Linked DNA regions of Mus musculus: region 2 is linked to region 1. The links are chromatin contacts, called in public HiChIP or PLAC-seq maps. All regions are on one chromosome and are shown on one strand. The core of a region is the stretch at or near the end of the contact, and the rest is flanking DNA. Distances in the headings are between cores, read along the strand shown.

Region 1 (6,062 bases), core at 2,124-4,623:
GGACCTTCGGAAGAGCAGTCAGTGCTCTTACCCGCTGAGCCATCTCTTCAGCCCCTATTTACCTATTGTATGTAACTTCATATCATAGTACCCTTTGATGATAACACTATAAAATAGAATTAAATGTTTTTTTCCAGTAGTGGTCAATGGAGAGTAAACCCAGGGTATTGAATACTCTAGGTAAGACAAAACTCTATATCTCCAGCCCACTTCCTGTTTTAAAATTTGAGAATGGGTGGGTCTTTGTGGTGGTTTGATTATGCCCAACCCAAGGAGTGGCACTATTTGGAGGTCCTGCCTTGTTGGAGTGGGTGTGCCACTGTGGGCTTTGGGCTTTAAAACCCTCCTCCTAGCTGCATGGAAGCCAGTCTTCTAGCAGCCTTCAGATAAAGATGTAGAACTCTTGAGCTCTTCCTGTAGCATGTCCGCCGGTAAGGCTGCCATGCTCCCACCTTGATGATAACAGACTGAACCTCTGATCCTCTGAGCCAGCCCCAATTAAATGTTGTCCTTTATAAAAGTTGCCTTGGTCATGGTGTCTGTTCACAGCAGTAAAACTCTAAGACAGTCTTCTTAGTTGCCCTTTAACAGGTTAGCCTTGAACTCATGATCTTCCTGACTTAGCCTTCTAAGTAGTAGGGACTACAGGATTTTACTCCCAAGACCAGATCTAAATTAAATGATCTCTAAAATCACTTTTTACTAAATGAATCTAATCATTTTTGTATTCTTTCCTAAAAACTGTGTAGTTAAGACAATAGATACAAATAACTCTTTAGTTAAATAAGGTATAATTTGTTAGATTATATTGTAGATACTTTCCATTTTACTGATATTACAGAAGAGTGCTTCAATAGCAATACTGTGCTGTCAATACTTATTTGCTATGAATGTTAACTCCTAAAACTTTATACAGATTATAGGTATTAACTTTTTAAATTTTTTATCTTTTTTCTGTGTGTGTGTGTGTGTGTGAGTGAGTGAGAGAGAGAGAGAGAGAGAGAGAGAGAGAGAGAGAGAGAGAGAAAATGAATGAATGAATATGATTCTTTGTATAGCCTTGTCTGTCCTAGAACTCACTCCATAAATCAGGCTGGCCTTGAGCGCAGAGATCCACCTGCCTCTGTCTCCCAAGTGCTGGGCTAAAGCCAACATTCCAGGCTCTTTTTTTTAAATCTCCCCTCCCCCACTGAAATGCATCCAGGCATATCTTGTGTACGCTCACTGTGTAGCTCAGGTTGACCTTTCATTTGAGGTGATCCTACAGTCTCAGCCTCCTGGGTGCTAAGATCATAAGATGAGCCACCAAGCTGTTTTGTTATTAAATAAAATAAAATAAAATAAAAAGGCTTCATTATGTCATTCAAGCAAGTTTTGAGCTCTTGGCTCAAGCCAACCTCCAGCTAAATCTTCCACTTTAGTTGAGACCACAGGTATCCACCACTTCACCTGTTTAATTCAGAGTTTTATTAATCTTCTTGACATCTACTGCTGTTGCCAAAAGCATCAAGTCTTTTCAACTAGCCTCTGTTCTGTTGTTGTCCAGCAGCAAATCCATGTCCTATAAGTTGGTTTCATTCTGATACTGCCTACCTGCAGGTAGGCTCCACAGGCTAAGGGTATGTCTTCAAAGTTACCTGTGGTTTAATTCCATGTTCCAAAGTTAAGGACTCCTACAGTCTCCTCTTCAGGTATGGTTTAGTTTGTTTGTTTGTTTGTTTGTTTGTTTGTTTGGCTTTTGATTTTGTGTTTTCTCTGACTTTTGACTTTCTTTTAAAGATTCTTCTCTCGTACAGTACATTCCTACCATAGTTTCCCCTCCCTCCATTCTTCCCAGCATCTGTAATTACAAATCATGTATTATAATACTGTATTTATTGTTTTTAAAAATGAAAGGAATATTATGAGTCTTCAAGGGTTTTTTATTTTATGCATAACAAGGCTTTTGCAGTCAACGGACTTAATTGACACACACAAATAAGACACCCTTACTATGTATTAAGGCACTTTTTTGCTCACAGTTTCTGACCCACAAAGTACATGAGTACTATAGTATTTTTGTAAGTCCCGAGAATGCAGGTTCCCCATTGAGTTGTGCTACTGAAAGCTCTTATGTCTTACTAGCTTTAAGACAAACATGGCAGCATCCGAGTGTGTGTAGTATGACAAGAGAAGGGATCTGAAAGAAGATGCCATGCAGAGAAGCTTGGTGGCAGCTGGCACGGTGTGGGAATGTAAAAATAGGCCCAGAAACAGCTTTTATGATGGATTTTGTAAATAGATTTGTTACAGGGTGACTTGTTATTGCTGTGATCTTACCATTTCAAATGGAAGTAATTTGAATAAATTTGAATAAATTTTGTATGGTAAGAGGTCAATGAAAAAAATTTTTATGCAAAAAGGAAATAGATTGTTTTTTTTTCCCCAAACAATACATCCTGACCACAGTTTCCCCTTTCCCCTCCCTCGACCCCTCCCCTCCCCACCCCCATCCCCACCCCCACGTCCCCTCTCCCCTAGATCAGGCCTTCAAGAGACAATAGTCAAATAGGACCTAACAAGATACAGAAAGGCAAGGCAAAAGCCCTCATCAAGGCAGGATGAGGCAACCCCACAGGAGGAAAAAGAGTCCCAGGATCAGGCAAAAGAATTAGAGACACACTGCTCTCACAAAAAAGGTCAAGCCAAAAGACATAACATCACACACAGGACCAGGTCTAGACCCATGCAGGGCCTTTGCTTGCTGCTTCAGGCTCTATGATCCCATACGGTTTAATTGATTTGTTGCTTAGTTGATTTGGTGGAATAATTTATTAGAATGACTTATGGAATTCAGGAAAGTATTGACCATTCTAGACCATGTTAAAGACAATGAGGCTTGAGGGCTTCCTTGTTTCCGTGGGGCTGGAATATGCCACCCCTTTGCGTGCTTAGGTTTTGTTGAGTATTGTGTTATGCATGGTTCAAATCACCCTCAGCATCATGTCTTCCTCCTAGGATGGTTCATTAAGCCCCACTTAAAGCATTCTACTGCTTTCCAAATCCACATTCCTCCAAAGAAAAACATGCTCAGGCCTATAGTAGCAATCAATACCACATTCCCTGGTACCAACCTCTGCCTTAGGGTTTTACTGCTGTGAACAGACATCATGATAAGACAACTTTTATAAAGAGCAGTATTTATAGGGGCTGGCTTACAGGTTCTGAGGTTCAGTCCATCATCACGGCAGGAGCATGGCAGCATCCAGGCAGACATGCACTAGAGAAGCTGAGGGTTCTATCTGTATCTTGTTCTGAAGGCCAGCAAGGAAGCCTGACTCCTCAGGCAGCTGGGAGAAAGGTCTCAAAGCCCACCCCAGCAGTGACAAACTTCCTCCACAAAGGCCACGCCTGCTCTAACCAGGCCACAGCTGCTAAGAGTGCCACTCCTTGGGCAGAGCATATTCAAGCAACCACAATTCCAAACTCCTTTCCCTTCCCCAGCAGCTTCGGCACAGTGGGGCTGATTGTTACGTGGTCATTCTCCGTTGTGAAGTTAGTAAGATGCCCCTCAAGACTTCGGTACTCAAGTGGATTTCAAGGATTCTAGAGGCTGTGTGCTAGAAACTGAACATGAAACCAGGAGTGCTCCCCAGCCCCACCAGTAACTGCATGCCTGTGGCAGGAAGTCTTAAGAGACCTACAAGTCAACAGCCCTCCTTAGAGAAGGTTTGTGTCTCCAAGTTACCAGTTTTCTTGTGTAGTTGTTTTGTTTCATGTTGGTGTACCTAGGAACTAATGCTAGTTTGTAATTGCAGTAATGAATCACCATTTGTAGTTCTTTTTGGTTTTTGTTTTTTAATTTCTTAAGCTTCCCACTTCATTATTTATCTGAATGATCTAGCTAGTCTTAAGAGACTGGAGGATATAACCAGTTTAGATCTATGAAAAATGAAAAGTTACTCTTTTATCTCCAGGGTATTTAGGAAATCAATAATAAGAATTCTGAAAAAAAAATTAAATTGGAATGACACAATTCTAGCTGAGCTATGTTGTGGCTAGAATAGCCTAACCTCAGTGTACGTCCTGAATAGAGAGAGCCAGTCCTCACAATTTAAAAGACCTGCACCCCCCTGAGAGTAGCTTTGTAGAAACGTGACTGCCCTTCAGAAACAGTAATGGATGTGGTGCTGTAACCCTAGCACCAGGTAAGCCAAGGCAGGAGGATTGTATGAGTTTGAAGCTAGTCTGGTTCATATAACAGAATCCTGTCTGTGGGGATAAAACAAACACAAATGCACAACATCCCCGACCTTCAACATTTAGCTTTCTTTTTCTGCACATGTCTACTTTGGATGGATCTACAGAACTTACCTGATTATTGTTATCCCCATACAGCCTAATTTATACCATGAAGGGTTTTAGTGAGGTGTGGATCTGCTGACCAAGATACAGTCTGGTTTTTGTTGTTGTTGCTTTTGTTTATTTGTTTTGGTCTTTGAGCAGAAGATACCTGGATTTACATGTGTGATTAGCTGTGTATTCAACATTGAGGGACAGACATCACCCGTGTTGGAGGTCTTCGACATTATAAAGATGCTTAGGGTCCCTCTTCCTTCATCTTGACCAGAAAGACTTTGGGAGAGTCTTTAGTGACTGGTGAATTTAGCAGCTAAACCTTTATGATGTTGGAGGACTTTCTTCCTGTTGCCATGTTTTCTAACTCTTTAGTTCAGTTATGAAGGGGAACACCATTTTTCTTTTCTAGTAATTTCAGTAAGGTCAATTTGAAATACTTTCTTAGCTGAGAGTGGTTGATGTTTTTATTCTTTTTTTGGGGGGGGGGTTGGTTTTTTGGTTTTTTGAGACAGGGTTTTTCTGTGTAGACCCAGCTTCCCTGGAACTCACTTTTTAGACCAGGCTGGCCTCGAACTCAGAAACCCGCCTGTCTCTGTGATTGATGTTTTTAATTCAAGAAAACCCCTCCCTGTTAACAAATAGTTTCGACCATATAATCATTCTTTAATGTTTAAAGTTGGTCTTGTGTGTGAGGTCTGCAGAAATGGTAAAACTTACCAAAATAATTTTTACATACTACTTTTTTAATAAACTAAAAAGTATGTTTTCACTTTACACATGTGAACTTAAGTATTCTCTTGAATTCTTCATTCCATGCCTTGTGAACTCTTGCTTGCTCAAGTGTCTTCCAAGCAGTTTATTTAGGGAGGATAGTATTTTTGACTGGAGAAGAAAGACTATTACTCTATTTTTATTTTATTTCCAGTATAAATAGAATGTTTGTTATCATGCTTTCCAATACCAGTTTCATTTGTATTTGTATTTCTTTAGAACTTAATTAAATGAAATCAGACAAAACAGCTTCTCAGATTACATAGGGTTAATTTTAATCACTGCACACATATGCCAATATTAAGCATTAAAAATAGGATGTTAATAAAGTATAAAAATACATTTTCATTATAGGAAACTGATAAAGAACCTACATTTGCTTATATTAAATTTTAATCTACAAACTCACCTTTTATTGAAATGTGTGTTCCCTTGTCTCTAAAAGTGCTATGTTACTAATTTATAAAGTCAGTAAGAAAGTGAAGTGAAATAACACGTAAGCCTGACTTTTCAAATAATTCTTACGTACCATGCCTATGTTAGCTAGGTAAAATGTTCAAAAGTATATAAAAATGGGGACAGAGCCTCATTCCGTGATTGAAAGACCTGAACTCATTCTGCTGTCTGAGTAGAGACCCGTGGAGGCTTCCTATTTGCTGGGGTAGACTTGATGAACTCATCTTTCAGCACAGGGGCAGTGGGCCTAGGAGAGGGAGGGCAGCAGGAATCCAGGCTGAACTGGAGTCACCCATTCATAGCTAATTCCTGAACTTGGTTCTCAGTGGCATTGCAGTGTCTTGGTGAGTGGTAACAAACCCACCTACCACTTGTAGAGAAGGAAGGGACTGGGGCACATGAAGAGGTAGGGCTGTGGGAGTCCTAATTCTGTCTTACGTCAGGGAATAGAAGTGGTAGTTAATCTTGTTTTAGATTTTATCCCCAAAACCCCAAAT
Region 2 (5,615 bases), core at 2,826-5,325, 63 kb before region 1:
TCTGCTATGATAAGCTTCTTTGGTTCATGAGTCTAACTCATCATCAATGTCCTGCAAATATACATCACTGGCCTGATTAATCTGGTCAGTTTACTTCAGTATCTGGAGTACAAGGAAGGGATGGGGGAGTCCTATCTTTATAGTAACTTAAAACAAACAAACAAAGAACAGAGTCTCACTATGTAGCCTGTAACTCAATATATAGACCAGCACACAAGGTCCTAGAATCACACACCAGCAAATCTAGCTGTTCATTTTCTAATCAGCCCATTTGCCTTCCTCAATGGTACTCTATAAAGTGTGACCCATTCGCTTATATATTTTTAAATTGTTTAATGCGGGGTCAAATTATGTAGCTCTGGCTGGCTTAGAACTTGATATGTAGGCAGCTGGTTCAACCAAGTTATTTTTCACATAATCTCAAGATCACATAGTCTTCTATGCCAAACCAACCTACTGCATAGTTCCTGAATGTTGGAGTTGGGCTCCAAAATATGGATATTTAATATTGCTTTTCTGAAGCCTAGTGTGTATGTGTGTGTGTGTGTGTGTGTGTGTGTGTGTGTGAGAGAGAGAGAGAGAGAGAGAGAGAGAGAGAGAGAGACTTTGGAGGCCAGAAAATTGTGTTGGATCCTCTGGACCTAGAATTACAGACAATACAGGAGAGACACGACTCAGTTTGTCCCCTGACCTGTCTATGGTAACTGTGACACACATGCCATGCCTTCCACTCACTAAAAGCAAATAAATCAAACAGTATCTCATATATAGTTCCTGCTCCCCAATACACAAAACAGAGTTTAAAAATGATTGCTGGAGAAGGGTTGCAGTGAACAACAAGGGAAGAGAAGCCAGCAAGAGGCAGTCAGGTTCAAAGAAATAGAATGAAATCCACATGGTCCCACATTGCAGTACATTTCCTCACTGTGCCAGAGACTGGAACTGGCATATGTGTCTAGCAGAATAGCAGCATCTCAGGTCAGCAATGGAAACGCATGGAAGTGTATTTTGTCTTGTGTAGTTTTTTTGAGACAGCATTTATATAATCATGGTTCCTATCTTTCCCATGTCCCCAGTACATCAGTAAAAGTCTATTCTATTCTCCCCTCTTTGGGTGATCCATGTGTCTACACACACACACACACACACACACGCACGCACGCACGCACGCACGCACGCACGCACACGCACACGCACACACACCCAGCCTTTTAGCTATACCTAACCTCTCTGGGTCTGTGAATTGTAGCTTGGTTATCATTTACTTAGCAGCTAATATCCACATATAAGTAAATATATACCATACTTATCTTTCTGAGTCGAGGTCACCTTACTCAGAATTCTTTTCTAGTTCCATCCACTGGCCTGCAAATTTCATGTCATTTTTAAAAATAGCTGAGTAATACTCCACTGTGTAAATGTACCACATTTTCATCATCTACTCTTCAGTTGAGGGACTAGGTTGTTTCCAGTTACTCACTATTACGACTAGAGGAGCAATGAACATGTTGAGCAAGTGCCTTTGGGATAGCAAGCATCCTTTGGTTACATGCCCAAGAGGAGTATAGCTGGATCTTGCAGCAGATCAATTCCCAACCTTCTGAGGAACTGTCCTATTAATTTCCAAAGTGACTATACATGTTTTCACCAGCAGTGGAGGAGCCTTCCCCTTGTTCCACATCCTTGCCAGCATGAGCTGTCACTGTGTCACTGATCTTGGCCATTCTGACAAACAGAAGATGGAATCTCAAAGTAGTTTTGATTTACTTTTTCCTGATGGCTAAGGATGCTGAACATTTTTAAGTTATTTGTTTTTATTTCACGTGCCTTAGTGTTTTGCCTAAATGTATGTTTGTATGTCGGGTTCCCAAGAACTGGAGTTGCAGAGAGCTGCAATCTGTCAGTGCATGGCAGGAACTAAACCCAAATCCCCTGGAAGAGCAGCCAGTGCTCTTGACTACTGAGCCATCTCTCTAGCCCTTGTTGAACATTTAAGTCTTCCTCAGCCCTTTGAGAACCTTCCAATGATAATTCTCTGTTTAGATATGTACCCCGTTTTAAAAACTGTATGACTTGGTATTTCAATATCTAGTTTCTTGAATACTTTCTTTATTTTAAATATTAGTCTTCTATCAGATGTGGAATTGGTGAAAATCTTTTCCCATTCTGTAGGCTGCTGCTATGTCTGATTGATAGTGTCCTTTGCCTTATAGAAGCTTTGCAGTTCCATAAGGTCCCACTTATTAACTGTTGATCTTAGTGCCTTTGCTAACAGTTTTCTGTTCAGAAAGTTGTTGCCTATGCCAACGTGTTCGAGGTTAGCTCCCGCTCTGTCTTCTATCAGGTTTTGTGTATCTGGATTTATGTTGAGATTATTAATCAACTTGAACTTGAGTTTTGTGCAGGGTGATAAGTATGGATCTATTTGCATTCTTCTACATGCAGACATCTAGTTTGACGAGCATCATTTGTTGATGATGCTGTCTTTTTTCCAGTGTGCATTTCTGACTCCTTTATCAAAAATCAAGTGTCTATAGGTGTATAGATTCAGGTCTGGGTCTTCAATTTGATTCCATTGATCAACATGTCTGTTTTTATGCCAATACCATGTGGTTTTCATTACTATAGCTAACTAGTACAACTTGAAATTGGTAATGGTGGAACATCCAACAGTTCTTTTTTTGCTCAGGGTTGTTTTATCTATTCTGAGTTTATTGCTTTTCTGTATGAAGTTGAGCATTTTCCACTCCACATCTGTGAAGAATGGTGTTGTAGTTTTGATGGTAATTGCATTGAATCTGTAGATTGCTTTTGGGGGTGGGGAATAAAATATTTATCTCTTTGGCTTTGCAGAAGTGTTATGAGTTTCATCTGTCAGTCGTTGCCCTGGATCCCTGGGCAAATGGAGTCCTCTTCAGAAAGTCTATTCACAGACCTACACTCTGTAGGGTTCTGCCTGTATTTTCTAACACTTTCAGTGTCTCGGGTTTCACATTTAGGTCTTTGATCCATCTAGAGTTACTTTTGTGTCAGGTGATAGAAGCATGTCCAATTTCATTTTTCTATACTTGGGACTCCAGTTTTCCTGGCACCATTTGTCCAAAATGTGGTCTTTTCTCTGCTGTGTCATTCTCAGTCATTGTAATCAATGAGAGACCCTGGCAGGGGTTGTGCACAGCCCTGGGAGTGCGGGGTGGGACTGAGCATGTGCAAAGGCAGGGAATGACTGGAATTCTTCTCTATCATATGCTGAATTTTGTGGTAGATCTTGAAATCTTTAAGATGCAAAAGTAGAGCCCTAATAAGCAAAACACACCAAAGACCAGCCAGCTTCTAATTCTACCCGAACGTCCTGTTTCATTTGTTACTCTTTCTGTGTGGATGAGAATGTGGCGTGACATAGGTCCCCAGGAAAACCCGACTGAACAGAAAACTGTGTGTTGTATGTGAGAAAGAAACCAAACCAAACCAAAAACAAAGAGACAGGCAGCAGGAGAACCTGTGATAAATGTAGGTGAATTTGCCTGAAATTTCTTAACCAAAGTATAATTTTCATTGTAATATTATCCATATAGCCTGTAACTTTTTTTTTTTTTAAAGAACTACCAAACATCTGCAGCTCTTCACATATACTGCAACGGAAAGAAGAAAGCTGTAGAAGTCACCTGCCCAGGCTTCTGGAGCTAGTGACAGGTGGAGGCTAACAGCTCCTGCTTTTACTTCTGGAGTTCACTAAACATCACCAGCTGTGGAACTGGGCAAGGAAAATGTCCTCCTTAGGGGGCTTGAGCTGGCAGTTGTCAGCAGGAGAGGAACAGACAGAGTTGTCTGTCACTGATCTCTGCTAGTCTGTCCTCTCTCATAAATTCACTGCTTAAGTGGCACTTTGTTGTGAATAGCCCTGGGGCTGATTATATTTGATGTTAATTCCATTCTCCAGTGCGTGGTTGTGAACAAGGAATGAGTCAGCACTCAGGTGATTTCCTGTAAACCTGCTTCCCACCTTAATTTGTAAAATAAAGGAGAGCTGTAGATTGGGCAGATAAAAGGGAAAGTGGATCTTTGGTGAAGTTTAGCTGGCTGTAATTCCACATACAAAGTTAAGGTTGGATTCCGGGCTGAGGCTGGGGTTACGATTGTAGCTAATTGGGTTTGGGGATAGAGTTGGCTTTGGTGCCTGGGTTGTGGTTGTGTTAAGTGTAGGGGTGGGTGGGTTTGAGGTTGGTGTTACGGTTAGGGTATGGGTAGGCATTTGGGTTAGGTTTGAAGTTGGTATTGGAGACTGGGTTGGGCATAGGGTGGGGGCAAGTCTTGGGATGGGCTTGAGGTTATGTTTAGAATTGTGCTTGGGTGTGGAGATGGCCAGGGGTGGGATGGGGTTTAGGGATGTGCTGTTGGAGTTGGGGTTAGAGTAGAGTCGGAGATGGTGTTAGAGTTGGGATTGTGTTGGCTTGGATGTGAGATTGGGGTTGGTATTAAACTCGGGGTTGGGGTAGGGATTGTGGATAGCACTGGGGTTAGGGTTATAGTCGTGCTTGATATTGGGGTAGAATTGAGGCAGGGGATTGCTTGAAGTTAAATTGGAGTTGTGTTTGGTGTTGTCAGGTGTGCTGTCTGATTCTTATGTCAACTTGACCCAGGCTAGAGTCATCTGAGAGGGAGGAACCCCAATTAAGAAAAATACCTCCATAAAACTTGGCTGTAGGTAAGCCTATATATAGAGCATTTTCTTAATTAATGAAATAGCCAAGGAACAAGCAAGGCAATAAACAAGGTCCTGTGATCACTCCCAAGGTCACTGTTTCTAAGGACAGTTTCTCTTCAGGGTGGCCAAGTTATCTTAGCCTACTTCACTGTCTTAGCCCAAAGTCATATTCATGCCTAAAGCCTACTTCTTTGTACTAGCCTAAAGTAAGATTCCTCCCTGAACTTTCTTCCCTGTTCTAGCCTAAAATCAGATTCCTGCCTGAGCTTACTTCCTCGTCCTGGCCCGATGTCAGATTCCTGCCAAGGGGCCCCAAAAGCTTTCCACAAAACTTTGTGTGTGAATTGATCCGGAGCAAAGTCTGTTAGTGTCATCTACCACTGTACCTAGCAGTGGAGACCAGTCTGGCTACGTACGATGTTTCCTCCTAATGGTCACAGCGTCAACTTGGCCGATCAGGATGATCATGGGGATGATGCCCCATTACAACCTGAGCATCCTTTCAATTCCCCCTAAACATAGGATGATCTGGGGCTGGAGAAATGAATGGCTCAGTGGTTAAGGCACTGACTGCTCTTCCAAAGGTCCTGAGTTCAAATCCCAGAAACCACATGGTGGCTCATAACCACCTGTCATGAGATCAGACGTCCTCTTCTGGTGCGTCTGAAGTCAGCTACCCTAAGTCCCAGAAACTAGGCCTTAAGACAGCAGCTCCAGGGACAGACCATAAAATCCAGAAAAAGATCATAAAACCCCCTCCCAAAGAACAGCCTGGGGACAACCTCAAGAATGGGGAAATAGCTTATCTCATAATAGGCCATCTTCTAAGGGCAGTCCTATTTTATCACATGATATAGGAATGCAGACCACCGATCACCTGTGACCCTCACCCCCAGTACCCACCAATGAG

The links. HiChIP or PLAC-seq counts read pairs in DNA pulled down with a chosen protein or histone mark.
Region 2: an H3K27ac HiChIP or PLAC-seq map of embryonic stem cells shows a contact between it and region 1, with 20 read pairs. The contact joins the promoter of Platr9 here to the enhancer-like site in region 1. A contact is called at or near these places in 1 of 15 datasets of contacts at CTCF or cohesin (CD8 T cells), 7 of 484 Hi-C or Micro-C datasets (embryonic stem cells, gonadal supporting cells, reprogramming fibroblasts and 1 more) and 7 of 115 datasets of contacts at active chromatin or transcription factors (all in embryonic stem cells).

What each region holds. Positions count from the first base shown.
Region 1 is chr4:34,845,457-34,851,518 of GRCm38.p6, reverse strand. The region is part of intron 1 of Zfp292 (zinc finger protein 292); the gene reads left to right. Among named protein-coding and RNA genes, the nearest start is that of Zfp292, 34 kb to the left of the region's middle. Within about 2 kb of position 3,373, at least 54 of the 459 cell types and tissues checked have an H3K27ac peak or open chromatin away from gene starts, as enhancers often do. A contact at or near this core is called in CD8 T cells and embryonic stem cells, where this site is marked.
Region 2 is chr4:34,909,941-34,915,555 of GRCm38.p6, reverse strand. It overlaps Platr9 (pluripotency associated transcript 9), which reads left to right and starts at 4,075. Exons shown (of 3, transcript NR_040652.1): 1 at 4,075-4,105; 2 at 4,606-4,705; 3 at 4,948-5,615.